Regions from separate parts of the Mus musculus genome. Here regions 1 and 3 are each linked to region 2. The links are chromatin contacts, called in public promoter capture Hi-C maps. All regions are on one chromosome and are shown on one strand. The core of a region is the stretch at or near the end of the contact, and the rest is flanking DNA. Distances in the headings are between cores, read along the strand shown. Region 1 holds the start of Iba57 (IBA57 homolog, iron-sulfur cluster assembly). Region 2 holds the start of Tom1l2 (target of myb1-like 2 (chicken)). Region 3 holds the start of H3f4 (H3.4 histone).

Region 1 (4,247 bases), core at 545-3,044, 1.2 Mb after region 2:
AATCACTAATTAAGAAAATGCCATACAGACGTGCCTAAAGCCAGATCTTATGGAGGCATTTTCTTAATTGCGGTTCCTTCCTCTCAGATGACTTTAGCCTGTGTCAAGTTGACATAAAAGAACTATGCAACACATCTACTTTCTTTGTAGGTTTTTCTCTCAACTGTTAATTTTCTTCTCCCCTTCCCACAAGATAGGGCTTATTTGTGTATCCCTGACTGTCTTGATACTAGCTCTGTAGACTAGCCAGGGCTTACAGAGACCTGCCTGCCTCTGCCCAGCCAATGCTGGTGTTAAAGGCATGCGCCACTACCAAGCTCCAAGTCCATTTCGAAATTCTTTTGTTAATAAGACTAAGAACACACAAAAGGAACTCCAGTTTCCCTGGTAGCAATATGATCCAGTATGCCCCAAAGACCCAAGAACAGGGACTCAAAGAGACATCCGTGTAGTTGTTTTCATAGCAACACTTTTCCTGGCTCCAAGAATTGGAGACCTCCCAAGTACCCGTTGCCAGCTCAGCACATAGGGAAAGGTAGGCATTACCGTAATAAAAAAATTTTTTTTCGATACAGGATTTCTCTGTATAGCCCTGGCTGTCCTGGAACTCACTCTGTAGACCAGGCTGGCCTCAAACTCAGAAATCCACCTGCCTCTGTCTCCCAAGTGCTGGGATTAAAGGTGTGTGCCACCATGCCCAGCTATAAAATACAATTCTTAAAAAGGGAAGGGAATTCTGATACGTGCTATACTGAGGATGGGTGCTCCATGAAGAGAGCCAGGTGCAAGAGGACAGGCACTGGTTCTCAGAGGCTTCCAACCCACAAGGGCAGAAAGCCAACTGTGGGCACCAGCGGCTGAGTGTGTGTTCTGGGAGGAGTCAACGTTCTGGAGTTGGATGATTGGGAGATAAAAAGTTCTGGAGTTGGATGATAGTGAGGGCTGCGCAGCCGTTTGAACAATGCCGATATAAATGCACTAAAAGTGGTCTCGCTGGCTGGCTTTCATCAACTTGCCACAAGCCTAGCGATATCTGGGAAGATTCAGAAAACGCCTCCATAAGCTTGGCCTCTAAACAGGTCTTGGCTTATATCACATCAATGACTGATGTGAGAGGGCCCAGCTCACTGTGGACAGGTGCTCCTGGGTCGTATCAAAAAGCAGGCTGGACAAGCCATCAGAAGCTGGCCGGTAAGAGCCCTCTTCCAGGGCTTCTGCTTCAGTTCCTGCCCTGAGTTCTCTCTGTAAGTGGGTGTGACCTGAGAGTTTTCAAATGAAGTGAACCCCTTTTCTTCCCAAGTTGCTTTTGGTCATGTTTAGTATAGCAATAACAAAGTAACAGTGGTGAAGATAATACATTTTATACTGTTCGTATTTAACCGTGAACAAGGAAATGCCTAACTTTTTTCCTCCTTTTTTTCTGGGCAGTACTGGGGATGGGAACCATGGCTTCCTGCCTGCTAGGAAATGCTCTACCACTGAGCTATCTATCTTCAACTTTTTATTCGGAGACAGGATATTCATTTTAAGTTGCACAGGCAGGTCTTGAACACGCATCCTCCTGCCTCTGCCCCCCGAGAGGCTGGCTGGGATTGCACACCAGGACCGAGGTAAGATGGCAGATTTCATGTTTACTTATTTACCACGACCACAAGCGGTTTGACCAGGAGCCAACTAAGGAAAGGGTCACCGGGTGGCTCTAGCCTTGGTGTTTATCTGGGCTTGCGCACCCATCCACTGGCTGAGGTCCCGCCCACTTTCCCCCCCACGCACGCGCGTCGCCAGCCGCCGCCGCCGCCGCCGCCGCCCGGGGCCGCTGTGGTGCCCGCCTTCACTTAGCGCCCAAGATGGCAGCGGTGGCGCTGCTTCGGGGCGCGGCTGTGGGGCGCAGAAGCCCAGCTTGGCACTGGCGGCTGAGCGGGACCGCGAGTCACTGCCTAGCCCGTGGCTTTGGCCTTCTTGGCAGCAACCCCGCGGACGGTGTGGCCTGGACTTGCTTCCGGCTGGACGGGCGCGCCTTAGTGCGCGTGCGCGGCCCGGACGCTGCACCCTTCCTGTTGGGACTATCGACCAATGAGCTGCCGCTTTCGGGGCCTCCGACCGGCGCGGCTCAGCCCTCTGCGCGTGCGGCGTATGCCCATTTCCTGAATGTGCAGGGACGCACGCTCTATGACGTCATTCTGTATGGGTGAGCTTGGGCGGGGCAGCAGGGCGGGGCAGTAGGGTCGTTAGAGTGCTGAGGGAGCAGACCTCCAGAATCCCAGGAAGGATGTCCAGGATAAGATTTCTAGGGAATACTGGCTAGACACCCTTGGGAAGAGGCATAATTAGATTATTCTGGAAATGACTTTCTGAGGACAATCTAGACTTAGGGAAGGGGTCACCTAGAGGCGGATGTCCCATGGAAGGCATCCAGGTTGCGCTAGTTACTTGCACAGAGCGTTGTGCCTGGGACCCCAACCAGTCAAGTCAGAAGCTTCTGGAGTTATTTTCAAGATGGGTGCTTCAGCTTTGTCCCTCCCTCCTCACTTCTTAGAAAGATTTCGCTGGTTCGTGGGACTTTATTCAAAAAGCCACTCTCTGCACAGCCTCTCCACAGTGACAGATTGTCCCAGTGTTCTGAGAATCCAGTTTTTCCCTTATTTCTGGTTCCTCTTTGCAGTGCCAGCTGTTTGCCTGTATGGTCTCATTATCTATACAGCAGACCTGACTGTGACTGTAAATAGTGTTTGCTGGCCAGTCTGGGCAGGGCCTGCGTCTATAGCATTGAGTCTTCAGCTGCTCACCTTTATAGGATCTAAGTCGTGAAGTCTCAGCATTGTCTAGTAGGCATGTGAAGACCCGCCCTCCCTATCCTGTCCCTGAGCTGTCCCTTGACTCCTACCAAAGTCCAGGCCTGGCTGCCTGTCTCAGCTACCCGGTGTCTTTCCAAGTTGGTTTTTGGTGAGCCTCTTCAGTAGCCCCTAGATGCTCATTGGGAGTATATGGGGAATCCTCATATCTGGAGAACAGTTCCTGAACCCCTGAGGGTAGCTATTCCAGGATGAGAGTGGTGGATGAGAATTGACAGCCATGGCACCACTATCCAGTAGTTGTCTGCATTCTGTGGGGGGAAATCTAGAGTGCCTGTCTCCAGGTGCTGAAAGGCCACAGTGATGTGCTTCCTAGAGATCCTTTTCCCACATTACTTCGCTTAGTGAATCTCTGAATCTAGAACTGTGTCAGCAAATGACAACCCATGGGCCAGACCCACTGTGATGCTTTGGCATATAGAGTTCTGTGTGAACCCTGGGATGGTGTCTTCCAGGCAGTGTTCGGGCTGTGGTGACTCAGGGCCTTAAGCCTAAGCCAGTCATTGCCCTTTGTAGAAAACATGCATGGACTCCATACTGGAGCCTTGGATCTGCCTGTGTTTCCAGGTCGCCATCATCTCTCCATGTTACCAATAGGCAGCTGGAGTTGATTCAAGCGCTAGTCTTTGGTGGCTTCCATTCCTCATGGTGATTGGCAGTGGTTGCTAGTATAGAAGCAGTTGCCCTCTCGTGTTAAAGACCCTAAGCGTCTTCAGCCTTGGTCCTGCATGTGTTTACAGGTCTTGTGGACCTCATATAGGGATTCCTCTAGTCTTGGCAGCAGCCAGTGTTACAGCTCTTGTACGGGCTATGGAAGTTGAGATTCCTTAGCTGTTGATACCAGCTGTTGTCACTGCTCCTCTACACAGGGTCTCAGACCCTTGGCTCTGAAGGTTTGATTGGCAGCTCCCTGGACTCTTCAGTGACTTGGGTCTGCAGTTTCTCTTCTCTGGCTCTTTGTAATCGTTTCTCCTTCTTCAGTCTCAGCTTGCTATCACTCTCTGTCTGCCATCTTTCTTCCTGCCCAGGCTGTTGTTGAACTGCTCAGCTGTCGCTTCAGCTGTCAGACAGCTGGCAGGCTTGCCTTCCCTGCAGCTTTGGCTTGTCAACTGCTCAGCTGCTGCCGCCACCACTGCAGTTCCACCGCCTCTGCTGACCTCTGCTGTCTCTGCTGCTTCTTTCTGTTACCAGCCCAGCCCACACTACAGAAAGCAAGAAAAGAAAATGGAGAGAAGCCTTTTCTCGGGCCTGCTGCTCCCACACTGGGGCAAAGCTCAGGAAAGTCTTCCCACAACCTCACTAAGTGAGCCTTCACAGCCTGTTTGTATCGCCCCAGAAAGGATGTTTGGACCAATCACAGACTTGCCTATCGGCAACCTTCGTAATGACTGAGGA
Region 2 (4,017 bases), core at 1,112-3,611:
TCTACATAGTATGAGGCCAGCTTGAGCTACACAGAGGGACCTGTGTCAAAACAAACAAACAAACAAACAAAAATGGAAAGGAAAGGAAGGGGAGGGGAGGGGAAAGTGAGTGACCAGAGTGGTTGTAATACAGAGGGGTGGGACATCACTAGGAACTTAGTTTATAGGAAGGTCTGAGACAAAATCTAGTTTGGAAGGTTATGCCTAAGCTAAAGTAATTGATTGACCCAATAATAGTGTTTGAAAGAGGAGTAGTGCTAAAATCAATTGCCCTCCAGAAGAATTTTGCTAGGAGAGTCAGAGGTTCGAGGCCACAGACAGCCATGAGGAGCCCTGAAGTGAGAGGGCACTAGGAGAGATTGCATCAGAATCTTGGCAGCCACATGGTGCCCAGAAGAGAAAGACAAATCTTCCAGTTCCATTAGCTCCCTCAGATCCAGAGAACAAAGGGACTTACGACTCACAGTTTTGGGGGGCGGGGGGGGGGACAACGACAGTGGTGGCTTTTAGTTCTATACCATGTGACCTGACCTGACCTAGTCTACATGACTCCTGGCACGGTGGCAGGCTTAGTTAAGAGAGTAAAGTTGCAATTCAGGTATGTCTTGGCCCAGGAATCAGGGGAAGCTGGGTTTGCTCACATCTGTAAGGAGTGAAAGAGAGAACTTTGTGAAAGCTACAAGGTCAGAGCGGCTCTCTATAACCAACCTTGTGAAAGGATACTGAAGAGGTGTGGCCTGACTTCTGAACCACACTTGAATTAAATAAATTATCCCAATATCTACTTACAAACATTGACAGGTTAGTGGGTGTATGGAACTATGAAAGCACACAGTAGGGATCTCTGTAAGAGAAATTTCTCGATTGACTAATATGAAGATTTACCAAGAGGCACGACCTCATGTCTAACACAGAATCCACTTTCTTAATCACAACTCTATTGTACCCAGCACACTAGGGACAGACATTGTCACATGTTCTCTGCCTACAGAACAAGGCCCAAAGAATCCTCCCCTATGGGGAGGATGTCAATAATTTATCCAAATGGGGGTCCCATTGACTTGCCTGATGATAGTGTCCTTGGTGAAGACCAGAGGTAGGATGTGGAGAAGCAGCAGAAAGCTTTACAAACAAATCAACCAGGTAGCCTCGTCACTGGTTTACCTGGGAAACAACAGCCTGGGTTAGCTGGACCTGAAACACTATGTAGACCCTATGAGTCCCACAGTAATGAGAATAAAAGCAACTGATGAGAATAAGTCCTTGTCGTACTCTCAGTGCACTCCACTTATTTAACTCCATGCCAGTTCTGGGAGCTATTTAAAAGGGACATCTTAGTGTCCCTACTTCCCAGATAGGGAAATTGAGGCTTGAGGTATGTGTGTATGTGGGGGGCCGGGGGGGGGGTCTGTGACCAAAGTCATAGAGTGAATTACTGACAGAGACTGAGATGGAACCTTGATATCTTTATTCTCATCGCAAACACTTCATACGGCACCAAATGAAATACCTTATTGCAGATCAAGAGGATGGATATAACAGCCAAACTCTAGAATGAGTTATCAGTGTATCGGGTACCTCTCTTTCAGTGAAACGAATCAGGCCAGGAAACTGGCTGATGGACCCTTTTCCTACTTGCTTTTGCTAGTTTAAGATTTTATACGCTCTTTTCTTTTTCAAAAGCCCGATTAAGTCTCAGTACAAGTGTAAAAATGACATGTGTGCTCATTTTACAGATGAGACGGGTCAGGTCGGAGTCCTCCAAGAAGAGTTACAAGACAGACCTCAATCATGCAACCTCTAATCTTCTGGAGCTAAACTCTTGATTCTTACCTTCCTAAGGACTGTCTCCCCTTGCAGTAGACGCTTCGTTTGGTTGCTGGGGAACCAAACACCGCCACTTGGTTGCTAAGGGGAAGTCAAGCGATAAATATCCTGGGTGAAAGTTGATTCGTCACGTGGCCATATTTCTAACACCAACCAGACTTGAAGAAAACAAACGTTTCTCCAATCAGCACAGTCAACGAGCTTCAACTTCTAGTTACGCTTTCTTTCTGCCCGCCTATGTAAACGATTGACACACCTTTTATCCAATAATAGTAAAGATTCTCTAGACTGACCAACGTGCTAATGAATCAAGAAGAACGGCCACTCGTTTGGAGGCGGGTCCGGGGGTTGTGCCGCTAGGCTGACGGAGACCCTAGTGACTTAGCTTGCTTCGTGCCCAATCGGACGCCGCGGGGTGGGTGGGACTTCACTGAGAGTGGAGTGTCGTCCAATCGGAAGTGGGCTGGTTAGACGCTGCCCAATAGAGATGCACCCAGAGGGCGAGGTCAGGCCGGGCGCTCAGCGTTCCGGAGGGTGGGGCGGGGGCAAGTGTCAGTCAGGGCAGAACGCGGCGCGGGCAGCGGAGACCCGTGGCACACAGGAGTCCGGGCTGGAACGAGGCCCGCCGAGATGGAGTTCCTGCTGGGGAATCCGTTCAGCACCCCTGTAGGGCAGTGTCTTGGTAAGGCCGCGCGTGGGGCAGGCGTCGAGTGAGCCACAGCGGCTGACCGGGCTGGTGAGATCCGCGGGCCTCCTCCCGGCACTGAAATCACCTCACGTGCGGGTTGGGCCTCTGCCAATAAGTGGTGTCATCTCAAAGGTGGACTGGGCATCCTTGTCACGAGGCCTCTGCCTGACGCTGGTGCCACCTCACCCTACAAGGAGGCTCCCCCGAGGTGCCGATTGGACTTAGAGAGGTCCCCGGCATCCCTGCCCATCAGGGCCCAGCCTTTCAAGTCTCTCCCCAGAAGTAGTGTCCATGCTAGTCTGCTTACCCTTGCGTATTGGGAGATGTCACTGCGAGTACTCTTCCCCAGGTATCTCGCTGCCTTTGCTCCCAGGGCCTCTGTCTCCCGGAGCCTTTGTGGAATGGAACTCTTTCTTCCGTCCTTGTCCCTGCTCATTGGTACCAATGGCTCTGAGGCTGGGCACTTTCCCAGAAAATGCCCCATGCTGCACGACTTCTAATTTGAGCTGCAACTCAGTCAGGCTGTAGGAGGGACTGGGATGGGGGAGGCCCTCGGGGAAAGTGACTGGCTTGGCAGGGGGATGGCGTGGCGGCAGAATCTCCTAGGCCTCCTAGGAAAGAAGGGAGGCAGGGCTGCTTTGTTGATAAGCAGTCCATTGGATCCCGGAAACTTGGACTCCAGTAGTGACTTTGCCAGGGACGCTCCTCCTGACCTTGTGCGCTTTATATTTTGACGTTCTCTTGTCTGCCACACGGGGTATTTGGAGATAAGATGTGGTGGGACTCTTCAAGTTCTAAAGTTCTGAATCTTCCTTGTTGATATTAAGCGTCTCCTTACATTGCCTCTTGCTCTCCCACTACATAAAGTGGTAGTAGAGTAATCAGAGCAGCTGTCAGTAGTGTAAGGAGTTAGAGGCGGGCCGCATGCTGCATAAGGAATGGCACTGGCCGCTGTGAAGTTTCCTTACAGAAGAAAACACTGGCAGACCAGGGAATAGTCCAGTGGTAGAGCATTAACTTAGCACACACAAAATCCTGGATTTGATCTAGGATCCAGCACTGCAAGTAATGAATAATAAAGCAATTTGGCCTTTCATCCAAGGTGGGAGCTTATGCCAACAGATCAGTCAAAAGTGCTGACTAGCTTTAAAAACAAACAAACTTGGGGCTGGAGAACTGGCTCACCGGTTAAAGACATTGGCTGTTAATCCAGATTCAGGCCCTGGCACTGCATAGTGGCTCACAACTGGCTGTAACTTCACATCCAGGGGATTGATTGCCCTCTTCTGGTGTCTTTTATATACATACCTAAACATACCATGTAAATGGTGCACAGACAGGCAAACAAAACGCCCACATATGTAACATTTTTGAAAATTAAAGTTGGGTCTGCCGGCTGGTTGAAATCATCTTTTATGAACTGGGCTCTGTACTATCCTTATGGGTCTTATAGTTCAAGCAGTAGAGACTTGCTTGTTTCTACTTTGTATATGAATTTATAG
Region 3 (4,298 bases), core at 1,705-4,204, 1.4 Mb after region 2:
AGATACAACAAAACACAGATACAGGGGTTCCATATAGACACATGGACACACCAGCACATTCATACGCAAGTACAGGGCCTGCATGTAGACATGCAGATACATATACAAGCTTGCACATGGGTAAAAATGTTTGTAACTACACATGCACACATCCACACAGAAAACGTGCAAGCCCACTTACACACCACAACAAACACAGGCATGTGAACATGGATGCACTCTGAAGGCACATACAGCATGCACACGTGCACAAGAACACACATGCATGCATCCCTCAAGTCCAAGTCCTGCTAACGCAGGCGGTGGAGACCCTGAACTGCCCCTAATTCTGCTTCCCAAGGTCCTTTTTGAGAATTTGGGAATGAGGTCGACTCTCAGTGCTCCCCATCTTGTTCTCTCCTCTGAATCCTGAAAGCCAAGCATCTTCGGATATTCCAGAGTGGCTGCCATGTTAATTTCATCTGAACTTTCTATGAGCAGAGCACAGGGCATTACCTTCTCCCGACCCAATCTCAAGAGTCTCACCACCTAGTCAGAACCACCTAGTCTGACCTAGTCTGACCACCTAGTCAGAACCAGGGCCAAAGGGCCCTGGCTTCCCTAGAGCAGAGACAGACATCAGGGTTCTTGGGTCATCTAAGGTCAATGAGGGCTCATCCAGGAGACCCACGTAATCAGAGTGGTCCACGGTTTGAAGCTTATGGTTTGACTTTGGTGGGGACAGGAGAAGGAACCCCCTAGTCTCGACCCAGACAGTGAGTGAGCGAGCGAATTCTCTGGACGGTGGTTACTCACAAGGAAGGAGCCTTGCACTGCGCCAGGTGCCAGGGGCAAGTGCGCCGCATGGGGGAAAGGCTGGGTTTGTGCTACAGCACTAGGGAAGACCAGGAGCTGGGGCAGAGGGCCATTGTGGCGTCAACTCACGCAGGCAGGTTGCTTGGCAGAGATGCCGCGGGGGCGGGGCTGAGGCTGCTACACCGAAGGGAGGAGGCGGGGGCTTCGTTGCTTAGGGTGGAGCCAGGGAGAAGGGGGCGGTGACAGAAATATGGCTTCGCTAGACCATATTTGTGGGACCAATAAATAGATCAATAGGGCAAAGAGATTAGGTGGAGACTCAGGTGGGGAATGCAGGGAAAATGTGGTCGGGTTTGCATGGATTGAGGCTAGGAAAATGAAAAGGGGGCAATTTAGAAATTAGCAACTCAAAGTTGGGAGGTGGTGATCCCTGCCTTTAATTTCAGCACTCGGGAGGCGGAGGCAGAGGCAGGCTCATCTCTGAATTTGAGGCCAGAGGGAGTTCCAGGACAGCCAAGGCTACACAAACAGTCTTTAGACTCACCCACCCCCCCATCCTGCCCCCCTCTACCTCCCCTCTGCCTCCTTGCCCTCCCCTGCTCCCCCATCCCTGGGCTTGGAGACATAATGGGCTTCAAAACTCTTCAGTTGCATACTTATATTATATGCACACCCTAGGAGTAATTTATGTATTTAACATTGGCATTAATGAGTGATTCCACTACAAAGGAGAGGTAAAGTTTTCTGTGTTAACCTCACAGGCTTATTCAGGCTATTCCCCTCAGCCCTCCACTAATGCAGTTCAGTTAACCATCTCGGGTTCCTCCCAGTTTGATTTCTGATCAAGCCGGTTAGTCTCCATGCCGGTCATCTCTGAACACCACCCTTTTTGTATGGCTCAGAAGTCATACAGTACTGGACAGTATGAAAAACCAAGGCTCAGAGAATTAAACTCCAGCGCAAAACATCCTTTTGATAAGAGAGGTTCCTATTGCTTACAACTCAGGTTGAGTCAAGACAACAGCTAGACTTTCGTACCCTACAGGAATCGTTTAAGACAGGATTCTCTGGATGTGTCCCCTGGAAATATGTAAGTTAACACTTTCCTGACTCTTTTGCTGCCGCCGTTAACAGATGGGCAAAATTAACTTTAATCAAAGGCAGTTCACTGGGCTTTCCATCAGGAGAAAGGCCAACTTTTCAAGTACAGGAATAGCTAGCCTTTTTAATACCAGGCATTATGAGCCTTAAAACACAAAACATAAGTAACTTGGTTACTGAGCAGATGCGTTTGGATACTATCAACTATGCAAACATAGCACGTTTACTGCCGGTAGGAGCTACCTTCACTTGGTAAAACCAGTCAGCAACACAACCATCATCTTGTAGTACAAGGGCTCAGGCCACTATACCTATCAAGGGAAGGCAGGTTAGAATAGGACGGAGCTGCAAGTCAAATAGCTCAATGGGCAAGGATTAGCTGCTAAGCCCTCTAGACTGATCTGGGGAGACACTTCGATTGCCGGCCACCTTGTCTTCACCTCCTGAGGAGACAGGACACCTAAGTCTACGTTACAGACACTTTTTCTGACTCTGTGGGTGGCTCTGAAAAGAGCCGTTGGGTTCATGAGCGGTGCCTGTGGGAGCCTAAGCCCGTTCTCCGCGGATGCGCCGAGCCAACTGGATGTCTTTGGGCATGATGGTCACCCGCTTGGCGTGGATAGCGCACAGGTTCGTGTCTTCGAACAGCCCCACGAGGTACGACTCGCAGGCCTCCTGCAGCGCCATCACCGCGGAGCTCTGGAAGCGCAGGTCGGTCTTGAAGTCCTGGGCGATCTCACGCACCAAGCGCTGGAATGGCAACTTGCGAATCAGCAGCTCGGTGGACTTCTGGTAGCGCCGGATCTCGCGCAGCGCCACCGTGCCAGGGTGGTAGCGGTGCGGCTTCTTCACGCCCCCGGTGGCCGGGGCGCTCTTGCGGGCCACCTTCGTGGCTAGCTGCTTGCGCGGAGCCTTGCCTCCCGTCGACTTCCGTGCCGTCTGCTTGGTGCGTGCCATCTTCCTGAATCGTCCGCCTCCCTTGCTCCTCAGGTGCACAATGTGGGGGGCGAGTAGCACTGCTTTTATAGACCCAGCTACATTCCTATTGGCTGCCCACCAGGTGGCATTATGGGATGCTGCACTCTGATTGGTCCATTGGGGGATTGACTTTACACCCTGCCTCTTATATTCTCTCTGAGTGGTGTGGACTCTGGAACTGTTAGTTGCGGCTCGGTAGGAGGGCAGCGGGGTCTGTGGAAAAAACTCAAGTCGCTTTCTTGGAGCTTTTATTGTTGTTGTTAAATAAAAAAACAAAACAATCTTGCCTCGACTCCCAAGACACAAAGAACCTTCTAGAACCTTTCTGCATGCTTCCTTTATATAACAACGAGGCATAGTTTTCCTGAGTTCTGGAATACTAAAAAAACATCCACCTGGTCTGAGGACGCCCCTGGGGGCGAGGGCTGGAGGTAGCTCAGCAGTTAAGCTTAATTCCAGGACTCGGGAGGCAAAGGATGGTGGATATCTGTGTGTTTGAGGTTAGCCAGGGCTACATAGTATTAACACTATTTTTTAAAAATAGGGAGGGGTAGAGATGGAAAAAAATAAAGAGAAAAACGAAAAGAAATTGTGTCGTTTGCTGGAACAATGGAAAGAACTCAAGATCACAGTGTTAAGTAAGCTGGATCCAGGCAGGAAGAAAAGCATGGCATGGGTTCTCTAGCATGTGGAAGCTAGATTAAAAAAAAAAAAAAAAAAAAAGCATAAAAATGGGGTCGGGGTGGTATTTATAGAGAGAAAGGGACCAGAGGGAAGAGGAAAAAAAGGGGAGAGCTGGTGTGTGTGTGTGTGTGTGTGTGTGTGTGTGTGTGTGTGTGTGTGTGAAGTTATCAAAATGAAACCCATTACTAAGCACAGTTAACGTACGTTAATTAAAAAAAAAAAAAAACTAGAAGATATGACTCAAAGAACAGTAGTCCATGCTTATAACTTCAGTACTCGGTAGCTGAATCAGAAGGATAATAATTTTGAGGCTTAGAGTACACTGAAATGACGCTTTATCAAACAAAATAAAACATCTTTAGATCTGAAAGAAAATTAGGAAAAAAAAAAAAAAAAGGATTTCTGAAGCAAAGGCTTTCAAGGATAACATGGGCTGTATTCAAGGATTCCCCCAAAGGTCACAATCAGGGTATCAAACAATAGTAATAATGATTATTTAGATCACGTCAGAGGATGAGAAATGTCGTCCACATAATTTCAAAAAACGTGAGTCCAGAAAAGGATAGAAATCAAACTGTGGTGCATCTTTACGGATTTGGTTAAAAAATAGAACTCACTGACAATCATGGTGTTTTGCTTCCAAACGTGTATGTGTAGTTTAAACTGACGCCGGTGAACGCCAAAGCGGGGAATCCCGAGCCCGTGCCTGCGGTGTGCGGTCGCGGGTAGGCGCTACGCCA

Evidence for each region. Promoter capture Hi-C pulls out the DNA fragments that hold promoters and counts their contacts.
Region 1: a contact with region 2 is called in a promoter capture Hi-C map of pre-B cells, with 5 times the contacts expected there. The contact joins the promoter of Iba57 here to the promoter of Tom1l2 in region 2.
Region 3: a contact with region 2 is called in a promoter capture Hi-C map of pre-B cells, with 8 times the contacts expected there. The contact joins the promoter of H3f4 here to the promoter of Tom1l2 in region 2. A contact is called at or near these places in 2 of 39 promoter capture datasets (hippocampal neurons and pre-B cells) and 2 of 9 other capture datasets (adipose tissue and liver).

What each region holds. Positions count from the first base shown.
Region 1 is chr11:59,161,292-59,165,538 of GRCm38.p6, reverse strand. Iba57 (IBA57 homolog, iron-sulfur cluster assembly) reads left to right here and starts at 1,794. Exons shown (of 3, transcript NM_173785.6): 1 at 1,794-2,188. The coding sequence starts at 1,848.
Region 2 is chr11:60,351,249-60,355,265 of GRCm38.p6, reverse strand. It overlaps Tom1l2 (target of myb1-like 2 (chicken)), which reads left to right and starts at 2,361. Exons shown (of 15, transcript NM_153080.3): 1 at 2,361-2,509. The coding sequence starts at 2,458. Drc3 (dynein regulatory complex subunit 3) reads right to left here and starts at 1,886. Exons shown (of 14, transcript NM_029044.2): 1 at 1,834-1,886; 2 at 1,066-1,164.
Region 3 is chr11:58,960,367-58,964,664 of GRCm38.p6, reverse strand. H3f4 (H3.4 histone) reads right to left here and starts at 2,954. Exons shown (of 1, transcript NM_001318003.2): 1 at 2,392-2,954. The coding sequence starts at 2,853. The coding sequence ends at 2,443. Trim17 (tripartite motif-containing 17) reads right to left here and starts at 884. Exons shown (of 7, transcript NM_031172.3): 1 at 796-884.